Regions from separate parts of the Zea mays genome. Here region 1 is linked to region 2. A link is a contact called in public Hi-C data. All regions are on one chromosome and are shown on one strand. The core of a region is the stretch at or near the end of the contact, and the rest is flanking DNA. Distances in the headings are between cores, read along the strand shown. Region 1 holds the start of LOC100277781. Region 2 holds the start of LOC100192508.

The links. Hi-C and Micro-C count contacts between places; a contact is called where the count stands out from the background.
Region 1: a Hi-C map of ear shows a contact between it and region 2, with 5 times the contacts expected there. The contact joins the promoter of LOC100277781 here to the promoter of LOC100192508 in region 2. A contact is called at or near these places in 2 of 25 Hi-C or Micro-C datasets (ear and endosperm).

Annotation. Positions count from the first base shown.
Region 1 is chr4:92,845,426-92,851,287 of Zm-B73-REFERENCE-NAM-5.0, forward strand. LOC100277781 reads left to right here and starts at 1,537. Exons shown (of 11, transcript NM_001349958.1): 1 at 1,537-2,171. The coding sequence starts at 1,756.
Region 2 is chr4:92,630,413-92,636,364 of Zm-B73-REFERENCE-NAM-5.0, forward strand. It overlaps LOC100192508, which reads right to left and starts at 4,535. Exons shown (of 1, transcript NM_001137728.1): 1 at 2,143-4,535. The coding sequence starts at 4,294. The coding sequence ends at 3,860.

The sequences.
Region 1 (5,862 bases), core at 287-2,786, 210 kb after region 2:
AATATATATATACACTATACGCTATATATACTTATTTTTTTTTATAAAAAAGTGGACCCGATGCGTCAACACTTTGTCATTAGTCGCTAATTCCTTTTGGAGAACTTTATTTTCTAGCAATTTCTTATGTCACCTTTACAGCCGATCATTGCCTAATCGGAAGGTGATAAAAAAACACTACTATCACACAACAGGGAAGAGGTGGTGTCAACGCTTGTTTTGTCACCAGTGGCTAATTGCTTTCAGAGAAGTTTCATTTCTAGCAATTTCCTGCGTCACCTTTACAGCCGATCATTGCATAAGTGGAAGGTGATCAAATTTTGTTTGGCACGCATTGGCATTGGGATGCCATGATGGTTTGTTAATTAATCCGATCCGATGGGATGAGAACCGAATGTTAGCAAGAATTGACTTCCAACAAAATACTAGGGGCATGTTTGGTTTCAATTAGTTCTAGGACTAAACTTTAGTCCTAGGACTAAACTTTAGTCCCTATATGTTTGGTTTTAGGGACTAAATAGATTCTAAAGTCATTAAATACATTGTCCAAAGACTCAAATACCCTTAGAATATACTCATAATATTAGTTATCTATAAAAAGGTAAGGGCAACATGATAATTATGAGCTTTTAGTCTCTTTTAGCACCTATGTGAAGGACTAAAGACTAAATCATTTTAGTCCATATTTTAGTCCTAGTGTTTGGCAAAAAAGGGACTAAAAGGGACTAAAAACTAGAGACTAATCTTTAGTCCCTCTAACCAAACACCCCCTAGATTCGTCTTAAGTTACGTGACACAAGAAAAGACACATGAAAAGTTCGTTCTACCAAAGTTTCCTCATAAAAAATGCCTTCACCAAGGTAGCACTCCACTAAATGAAAATTACAAAGTACTTCCTATAAATATTTAAATCACACGAAAGAAAAAAAACCTAGCTTGTATCTCTACGCAAATAAAGGAACAAATCATTTACCATTGAAACGCAATATTTGATGTATCAGTGCCAACGCTTTCTTTCCCAGCAGAACTCAGATCAAACAGGAAACAATTCGATCACGACACGAGCTCGCATGGAGTCTACTCGTTAGACCGTGGGATCCTCCGGAATAATGGCGGGTACTATCACAGTTTCCCGCATTTCTCTCCCGCGGAAAGCCCTCCGCACGCCGCACAGCCGATCAACGGGCAGGACCCAGTGGATGAGGCCATCGGACGGTCAGGCACGCGCGTCCGCACGGACGGAGAACCCGAACCCACGGTACCGTCCTCTGGGCTCTAGGAACCCATTCCTTTCTTGTCTGTGCCTGCCTCGTACCGCGCTGTTGCGTTGCCCCGCCGGTACAGCGTGAGCTATCCGTTACTTGTCCCAGCTTCCTGCCCGGTGCCCGCCTGTCCCGTCGTCAGGCACCTTTTGCACCTCGCCCCCTCCACAAGCTGTCTAATTATTCGGGGTGCGTACGCTGTGCGCAGACCGGAAACGGATACCACTGCCGCCGTCTCTTGGTGCCTTCGTTGCCGCCGCAGCCTAGCCTGCCTCTCCGTCATTTCCAAAGACCAGACCAGAGAGATCCGAACCTGAGAGGGAGGGGGGAAATTTGGAGCCCTCGGGGGGGTCTAAATTGCAGCGGATTTGCGCGGGTGAGGTGGGAATCGGGGCTCGGATCCGGCGAGTAGGAGCGGAGGGGCCGAGATCTATGCGCGGAGGGGGAGGAGGACCGGGCTGAGGAGGAGGAGGAGGGGAGTTGCAGGGGCCCAATGGAGGAGGAGGAGGCGGAATCGTCCTCTGCGGCGGTCCTGGTGCTAGCGCTGGTGGCGCTCGTCCTGGTGCCGGCGATAGTGCTGTTGGTGCGGAGCCACTGGCGCCGGGCCGCGGCGCGGAGGGAGGAGGTGCGTCGCCTCGCGCGGCTGGCGGCCGAGGAGTCCGAGCTGGCGGAGCGGGAGTCCGTGCTGGCCTACTACTCCGAGCTGTTCCCGGGCGTCGTGCACGCTGCGGAGGTGCCCGAGGCGCCCGAGTGGGGCCTGCCGCCGGTGGTCGTGGCGGCGGCTCAAGGCCCGGTGCAGGAGGAGTTCGACGCGCAGCCGCAGCCGCCGGTCGGGGCAAAGGGGGTCTGTGCGGTGTGCTTCAAACAGACCACGTTCAGGTGCAAGCAGTGCAAGGCCGTCAAGTACTGGTGAGTGGGTTGAATCCGTGGCTTCGCTGCCCCTTATTTCATCTCCAGACTCCAGTTTGTCATCCAGTATTCCAGTGACTGGGGAACTGTGGGAAGGTACTCCGTGATTTGTACAATTTGGAGTGGAGTGGTCCTGTATTTGGTTTGGTAATTCCACCAAATTTACACTCTCCACCAAACCTTTGGGAATGCTATCCTGATTTAGGGCACCGCTAGCCCTCTGTTCGAACCAAAATTGAGCGCGGACGGTCCGGCCCTGAGGCCGGACGGTCCGCGGTCCGGACGGTCCGCGCCTGTGGGCCGGACGGTCCGCGCGTGCGCAGAACAGATTAGGGTTCCGAGTTTTGTGCTACGGTTGTTAGCTAAAATCATGGGATAAGCTCGGAAATTAGTTTGTAAAGGGTCCAGCCCCCCTCCTCTATAAATAGAGAGGTATACGGCCGATTTGTAATAATCAACAATCGAATCAATACAACTTCTATTTCGCATTTTATCCTAGGAGTAGTTTTAGTCTAGTTTAGGTTTAGCTATCCAATCCCCAAATTCTTCGTCTCTCTTCGGCTCTACGTCGATTAGAGGAGTCTAGGTCGGCCGGCCCGAGCCTAGACACCACCTAGGATCTCTCCTCCCCGACGGGGTCCCTCCCGGGAGCGAGATCCAGGCGCCGCCGGCGACTTCCGCCGCCTCTGCGTACGCGCGGACCGTCCGGCCCCAGGGCGCGGACCGTCCGGCCGTCAGGCAGAGAAGCCCTAGCCGCGCACCAGGCCGCGGACCGTCCGGCCTTAGGCCGCGGACAGTCCGCCCCTGCGCAGAGAGTACCACCGCGCCTCGCACCAGGCCGCGGACCGTCCGGCCCCCGCGCGCGGACCGTCCGCCCCTGTGCAGAGGGCACCGCCGCGGTTCTTGTTGAGTGTTTGGCGCTCCGAAAAGGCGTCAACATACTTTTTGGCGACTCCGCTGGGGACAACACATATAGACCTATCAAATCGGCCCTCAATGGCCGGTTCAAAAGATAGCTCTGAGGTTTCCACCAGCAATATCATCACACCGACATGGGAAGCTTTGCCGGCTGAAGAACAACTTCTGTTCGAGGAGCGCCAGGAGCAGCTGATCCAAGAAGCAAAGGCGAAGTTCCTGGCTGACTTCAAAGTGGACAGGAACAACAAAGTCGTTCGGCAACGGGCGACAGATCTGGCTTCGCTCCGACCTACTACGATTACCCCAAATGTAAGTAGCACCAACGAACTCCAATCTCTTAAAGCTTACATAGACGAACAGCGAGAACAGATGCAAAATATCATAGGGGTTATGCAAAACGATTGTAGGAGACTAGTACGTGCATTTGATAAATCTAGTATAGCAAATTTTCCTTCACACGAGGTTGAATTAGGAGATAATACACGTAATACATCGGCTAAAGGTTGTCACGACCAGTCACAACCCCCTTATGGGATGCCGATGGACACGTACCCTGAGCAAACGCAAATCGGCAGTAAACCAGCCGATCTACACATGTCCGGACCGTCCGCTCGCGAGCGCGGACCGTCCGGGTCAGCCACAGTCGGGCCCATTTTTAATGAGTTACCTAGACACACACCCGAGCCACCACATAGGGCACCGAATTTAAACTATCCAGTCGGACGGTCCGCATACAACGACGGACGGTCCGCATATAATCACGGACGGTCCGGGTACGTATCCGGACAGTCCGCGCATGAGTCTTTTGAGGGGGATTATTACCTAAATCCTCGCCCGTCCCAACAACACTTCCCATCACATTATGCAATGCACTAGCCCATTAATTCAGGATTCAGAGCCCAGGAAAGCTTCCCGGCCCCACCTAGAAGGCCGGAAAGAAACGATCAAACATATGAGCCATATAGCGCAAATGGAAATGCACCACGTAGCTCAAACCAATGGGGGGAACGACAACATACTAACATGCAACCACCCCCACCTATGTTTGACCAGAGAGCCGGTGGTCTTGCACCGGCTGCCATTGGTATAGTGAGGGAAGAAATAGCCGGGGCGTTCCGAGATAAGCTCGGAGTAAGCATGATCCCTGGAGGGCAATCATATCGGAAGCCTTATGACATCCGATTTGATCACCACCCATACCCACAGGGAACTAGGATACCCGAGTTTGCAAAGTTTTCGGGTGACCAAGGAAAGAGCACGCGTGAGCACATAGGCCAGTTCCTAGCACAATTAGGAGAATTGGCTGACACCGAAGCATTCCGTGTGCGTTTATTTTCATTATCCTTAACAGGGGCTGCATTCACATGGTATGCCACGCTCCCTCCTAATTCCATTTTGTCATGGGGAGACTTAGAGCAAAAATTTCATGAACACTTCTTCTCTGGTGATTATGAGCTAGATTTAGTAGACTTAGTGACCCTACGACAAGAAAAGGATGAATCGGTTAGTGATTATATCCGGAGATTCCAGGATACGAGAAACCGATGCTTTCAAATTCATCTAACAGATAAACAACTGGCGGGAATAGCCTTTGATGGATTGCGCTATTATTTAAAAGAGAGATTAGAAGGCATCCAGTTCTTTACTCTAGCACAATTACATCAGAGAGCTTCGGCTTGTGAAAGCCGAAGCAAAGAACTAGTCAGAACGGTTCATCATAATGTCCCTATAGTAGAACACAATCAAAGTAGTTCGGACGATGAACCAAAGAAAGTTTACACTGCCGAAATAGTTTGGCCCGAGCAGGCCAAATCTTCGGCTTGCTACTCCTTGCAGTCAGTTCAAAAGGAACGACAAGAGGAGGTTAAGTTTACATTTAATGTCGGCAAATGTGATAAGATATTCGATGAATTACTAAAAAATGGTAACATTAAAATTGATTATATCGTTCCACCTGCCGACGAACTAAAGCGTCGCGCATACTGCAAGTGGCACAACTCATTTTCACATGCCACTAATGATTGTAATGTGTTCCGACGACAAATTCAATCGGCCATTAATGAGGGACGATTGAAATTTCAGGAGGACACGGAGCCCTTCCCAATGAATGTGATCGACTTTAATGGCAAAAAGGTCCTAATTCGGCCCAACACAGCCGATAAGGGCAAAGACAAAGAAGTCATCATCGGCAACGCACGGGAGGCCGATGGAAACAACAAAATTTCTTGCAGGAAAGTGATGGCCGAGAAGACTCCTGATGGAGGGGAGACACTGAAGGTAACCATCACAAACTCCAGCGCTGGGGGGCAAGCACAGACAAGGGGATATGCGCGAGAACCCATACTACGCATCGCGGACGGTCCGGTGTCTAGGCGCGGACGGTCCGTAACATCACCGGACGGTCCGAAGCGTTCCGACGGACGGTCCGGCAACGTCAAAGAGCCGCGGCAACCACGTACCTTCAAACCACTACGACCAGAAATAGGTACGTGGAAAACTAACACATTCAAGGCAACTGGTCGGTTGGTAAAATCTAGCCCGACCTTTGATCAATTATTGTCTAAATATGTGAAAAAGAAGGCTGGCTCCAGTGACCGGCCACCAAAGGGACCTCGCTTACCCACCCAGGTGCGACGGCAGGTTAGGCCGATTGGACCACCACACCAATCGGAAAGGACGGAAGGTCATAATGTTCAATTAAGACCTAACGTACCTGCATGGACACCTCCACCACCATATCCACCTATGCCATATCCATACACATACATACCTC
Region 2 (5,952 bases), core at 3,285-5,784:
AAGTAAACATCTAATTGGAAATTCTAGAATTTGAGAAAAGAGAAGCACTAGTCATCACAAAATAAAATTCAAAAATAAGTAAATTCATCTTGTACCATGTTTAAGTGGGACATTTAATGTGAAGACAAATTACCACGAAGTTTGAATTTAAATGGGAATTTGAATTTTGAATTTTTAAATAGAAAGAAAAGAAAACAAAAAAAAGAAAAGAATAAAGAAAGAAAAGGGAAAACCGCGAATGGGCCTAATTCTTAGCGCTCGACCCATTTCCACTCCCTCCCCTCGCTGTGCAGTCCGGTTTCTTGTGTACTGCGCAGATCGGTGGGCCCGTGGTGGCAGTGTCGCGACGCTCGCGCCGCTGTTCTCACTAGACATGGTCGTGTGGGCCCCAATTTCAGGTTCTCTCCCTCTCTCTCGATGCCATGGCCGCGGGCGTGCGCAACCACTCGTGCGGGTAAAGCGGCGCCGTTGCCCCAGACCCGGATGTAACACCCTGAATTTAGGGTATAAAACTTCTTTCTAATTATCACCAAATTCAGGTGTTACTCTTCTCTATCTAGTTTCTTTCTATCTCTAGATCCTCTCTCTCTCTTTTTCCCTTTTGAGTAGAGTTAGCTTAATTAGGAGAGATTAATTATTTATTTTTTTGCCAAAACATTGTGAGTCATGACATGTTGCATCATGCTGAGCTTAAATATTCTTTGAATTGTTGCACATGTTTGAGATAGTTTGAATTTGAAACTTGATTTGAATTTGAATTAAAAACCCTAGAGAAAAAGAAATGGAAAATCAAATAGAAATTCTAGGAAAAACGAAAAAGCCAAAGCTGTGGCAGAACCTCCCAAGTTATTGGGCCCACATGCACCTGCCCTTATCTAAAAGACCTCAGATGGCTATGCATGTGCACCAGATAACTTAACATGATTTGTCCGAGTGTCCCAAGGACCTCGGATAAACCACTTACATCCAGGACCGCAGGATTAAGTAAACACAAATCACACACCAACAATTTGCAGCGGAAATATTATTACCAAATTTTACAAGTTACATCCAGTTTACATTGTACATGATCGGAGTGATTACAAAAGTGATTCAAAGCAATAACTTTGAACTGTTATAAATTATTTATAGTTTTGAAATATATGCTAGCTTAAGTGACCATCCTCAATAAGAAGTATAGAAGAGTTACTTAGACTTATAAGAAGGTCGTGCCCACCGGCGCTTAACACCAATCACAATCAAAGTGACTCGTAACCTGCAGCAACAATGGGAATAAAACCCTAAGTACGCAAGTACTCAGCAAGACACTTACCCGACTAAAGAAAAGACTCTCAAGGGTATGCTGGTTTTAGAAGGATTCAAGGTATGGCTTATCAAGAATCAAAGACTCTATTTGCAGAAAAACTTACTATGAGTGGATCCTTAAAAATTCATTTTTACTTGTCAGGTAAGTAAAGTTACCGGCATCTAGAGTTCTTTCTACCCTAGTTCAATCACTTGGCCTATACTAGCCGTCTTTTTATCTTCCCATCAGTTCACTGGATTGCTACGTGTAAGTCAGTGACCAAGTCCTCATATCCGAGAAGTAACGGCGATCCAAATCGATTAATACCCAGCTGGGGATCTCTAATCACACGACATATGTAGCACTTAACCCTTGCATATGTCAACTCGTCACCGGGTTTCTTAAGACCGGACCGGGTTCACGCCAACCGAGAGCACAGATACACCACCGTCTAGCCTCATGCCACGGAGGGTACACGCTACTCTTGCCATCTCTCCACTCCCATTGCGGGTTGGCCTTTCTGATATTAGTCTACCCGAGGCAAAGCTTACCCATGATGAGGCATGTGACCAGTTAAAAGGTCCTCGATCATCAGGCCTACATCGGCACGGTCCTTAATCGACTCAGACGGAGACACTACACTGAGACTCCCTTCTCGTGCAAGTCAACCGCCCGGTCTCAGCTTTATTATTTTCAACCCAAAGTTTGGTACCTGACAGAGGTACATCTTTTCCGATGTTGAACCCATCACGGCCATGATGGATCCACCATCAACTTTTATTTTTGAAAACATTCCCATCCACTGTGAAGCATCACTTTTTGTTTAAAAAAATATTTTGTTTTTCTAAAGCAAGGCTAAGCATCATAAAAATCCTTTTCATAAAAGGGTATCAAGGAAGGGTAATCAATTTTCTATGGAAGGAAATGCATCAATTGTTTAGCACACAACTCATATCACCTAATGCATCAAACAAAGTGATAAAAGATTTTAAAACAGCAAGGAGGTGGCAAATGCACCGGGGCTTGCCTGGATAACACTAGGTTTGTGTTTGTTAGACGTCGATCACTTGGCGACTAGTTTTTTGTGTTGGCACTCGTTCAGATTATCCATCTTCAGGTTCGTCCATCAGCTTCACTATGCGGAGTAGTCCACTAGTTACGTCATCTTGGGGTCGACTCAGTTCTTGTCTTCCGCATCACGTGATCAACTACCGTACCTAATGAGATGCATGATGCACATGTATGAATGTACATAGGAATAGCATAAGACAAATAATCTACACCAAAGAGGATGAAAGACTTATAATAAAGCATTAAGCAAATACTAGCTAACGGTATAGGACTAATTATAATAATTACGCTATTCCAGTCTAGTCGGAGGTAGCTCATACATCAAGAAACCCTAAACCTTGTACGAGTCCTATATTTTCCTTAGATAGCGCATAACACCGAAAGACTAACAATATTCAAACTCCTATTATTGGACACCCTGAGTTATAGTACATGCAGGAATAATTTAACTAACCTTTTAAATCAGGTTTTTAGATTAATTTGAATTACATACTAATTAAATAGGACATTACACTATTCGCTCTAACGGATAAAACATTATCAAATAATATAGCGTTTGATAAAACTACATTCTCAACAACTTAAATATCGAGAGTACTTATGTACACTGGCCATTATGAAATTCTCGGATTTTACTTAAGATCTACTTCAAGCATCGACGAAATAAATCCAAAGCAATTTAATCAACATCTATCTGCCAGACCTTAGAAACACTAGTCCTATAATTTTTTATTATTAATTTGGTCACATAATTTAGATGTGTCTACCCTTACCTTTCATATGAATCACATCTAAAATCTTGATTTCAACACACATATGCTAAATCAAGAAAATCACCACATTCAACAATTTAGCTAGCAGGAATAATAGATCATCTTACCATGACCGATCTGACACGATAGTCGGAAGAACGACAATGGTTTTCGCTTGACGTCTTTGACCGCACACACCTGACGAGCGATGCACATAATCTCGTTTTTTACTAGATACTCAGGGGATGCATTTTGTCGAGCTGGTGGTGCGTGGCCAGCACAAGAGCATCTTCACGGTTTGATGACGACATAATGGAAACAGATTGGTTTAACGCGATGAGCAGAAGCACTCGTGACGTAAAGAAGTCCCCACGATAACGTCGTGGAAGCAGCTACAAGGTGTGGCAACGGGCTACACGGACTTGGCGTACACACGTTGCTGGGGAATAGCGCATGATGCGACGGGGAGGTGAGATGTCTAGGAGAGCTCACAGCGACAGTTGGCTAGAGAATAATGTCCCGGCGAGCATGACCAGGGAGGTGAGCAAGGGGCAGAGGGCACCGATGTCCCTCGACCAGAGACCGAGGCACATAGCACGATGGACGAACTTAGTCGCGGCGAGGTCGGCCGACGAGGCAAAACAAGGAACACGACGGTCAGTCGGTGAGCTGAAGATTGGGAGCGACAGCCGGTGAGGAGCTTAGCTCTAGAGAGCTGCGCGAGAGGAGCTAAAAATTAATTCGCCAGTGGTTAAGCGGCAAACGATGGCCGGGTCCGAGGGCCAGCGATGCGGCCAGGGGCGCGCGCACGGGAGATAGGAGCTCGGTAGCTTGCGGCTAGCAGGGAGGAGCTCGCAGGAAAGGGGCTTCGGCTGGGCGCGGCTGCCAGGACAAGCGCAGCAGGGAGCCGGGACGAGACCGCGGCCGAGCAAGCTCTGGCCGACATGGGCGCGATGGCCAGGGAGCTCGGCACAGTGCCGGAGCCGGAGGCCGAGCGGGGAGAGAGCGCCATGGGAGATAGCAGGGAGAGCGCGCGACGCAGAGGCGAGCAGGGCACGAACTGGGCAGAGTCAAGCCAGGGAGCTTCGGATGGGGTCTTGGCGAGAGAGCTCGGCCGGCTGGCAGAAGCTGGGAAGCCGCGACGCCGGAGGAGCAGGGGATATGGGCGCGCGCGCACAGAGCACATGGAGATGGGCGCCGAGCAGGAACGCGGCAGGGAGGAGCTGGGGGGAGAGCTCCGCGCGTGGAGAGCAGAGAGGACGACTGCGGCGCTGGAAGTTGGGCGCAAACCAAGCTCGGCGAGCAGGGAAGACGCACGGCTAGGGAGGGGAAGCAGGGGCGCGGCCAGGCGAGCCAGGGAGCTCGACGGTGGCCGGGCAGAGGGTCTTGCGGCAGCACGCGCAGGGAGCTCGGCAGGAAGATGGCAAAAAAATCCCAGTTGTGGCTGAAGGATAGAGACGAGAGAGCAGTGGCGGCTGAAGGATAGAGACGAGAGAGCAGTGGCGGCTGAAGAAAAATCAGAGGGATAGAGAGACGTGCGTGAGGGAGATAAAGATCAACGGCTGAAAAGATCAGATGGAGAGAGGCAGCTGCTGGAGATCTTTTTCATTTTTATAGTTTCCTTTTTTTTACAGAGAATCGCAGATATTTTGAATCACGATTTTTTAGCAATGTATACTGGGTCGACACGTTACACGAATACACATTTCATTTTCCGGATTTAGCGAACCAAATTATGTACCAATTGCTTATATCCGAAGATTTGGATCCGAGCGAGAAACGACAGCTCAAATAAAACCGATTTCGACTTCGATAATCTGCTCTGCGTGATTCGACCGAAATTAGCCGAAACCAGATCTGCTAATGTACACTCAATTTCATTGCCCAAAATAACGTGCCGAAGAAACAATCTGAATTATTAACCTTGCGCACAATTTCTTGGATAAAACACGCAGTCAAAATTATCAGATCAGGCGCTTTCCAGATTGCATTTACTTAACCGAGCAATTTTAAACAAGCGTAGAACTTGTCATCATGCGCGATGATTGCATTCCAGGCTAAATGAGATTTTTTGAATAATCTCGGAATAAATGAGATTTTTTGAATAATCTCGGAAATCAGGAATAGACATACTATCGAAATCATTATGCACCCCGGCCTTTCTTACTTACGTCCATAATTGCTGTTACGCACCTGGGGTGTTACAAAAGCAGCCTAGCTGGCCCAGCTCGGCCCAGCCAGGCCATGCGCCCGCGCCGCCTGACAGGTGGGTTCCACTTGTCAGCGGCGGTTGCCTTCCCCGCACGCTCTCTCTCCCTCTCTCTGCCCAGTGGGGCCGGGCTGTCGGCGCCAGTTGCCTTCGCCCGCGCGCCCCTCTCCCCCTCTGCCTCGCGGGTCCGCATCGTCAGTGCGCCAAACCGTTACCCCCGCGTGCCCGCTCTCTCTCTCGCTGCGCCGTGGGACCACCCTGTCAACTCCGCCTTCCCCGCACCCACCGTGGACTAGCACGGGCGCACTCGCGCACGCACACCGAGATCCCCGGCCACGTCGCCCGCCCACGCACCCTAGCTCCATTGTGAGCACCGCCCGCGCCCGCCCTCGCTCCCCCGTCCCATTTCGCACAGCCTTGCCCTCTCTCACGCTCTGTCCACGGCGTTGGACCTCGCCGAAGACCCGCACTCGCCGTGCCAGTCGTCCAGTCCGCCGGAAGCCGCGTCAAGCCACCCCGAGCTCCACCCCAAGGTGAGACACCCTCTCCCATGCTCGGTTTTCCCAATTGTGCTACGTTGTTGGTCAATTTTGGCTTCTCCGGAAGTCGGTCGTGGCGGTCTGCCGCACCCGCGC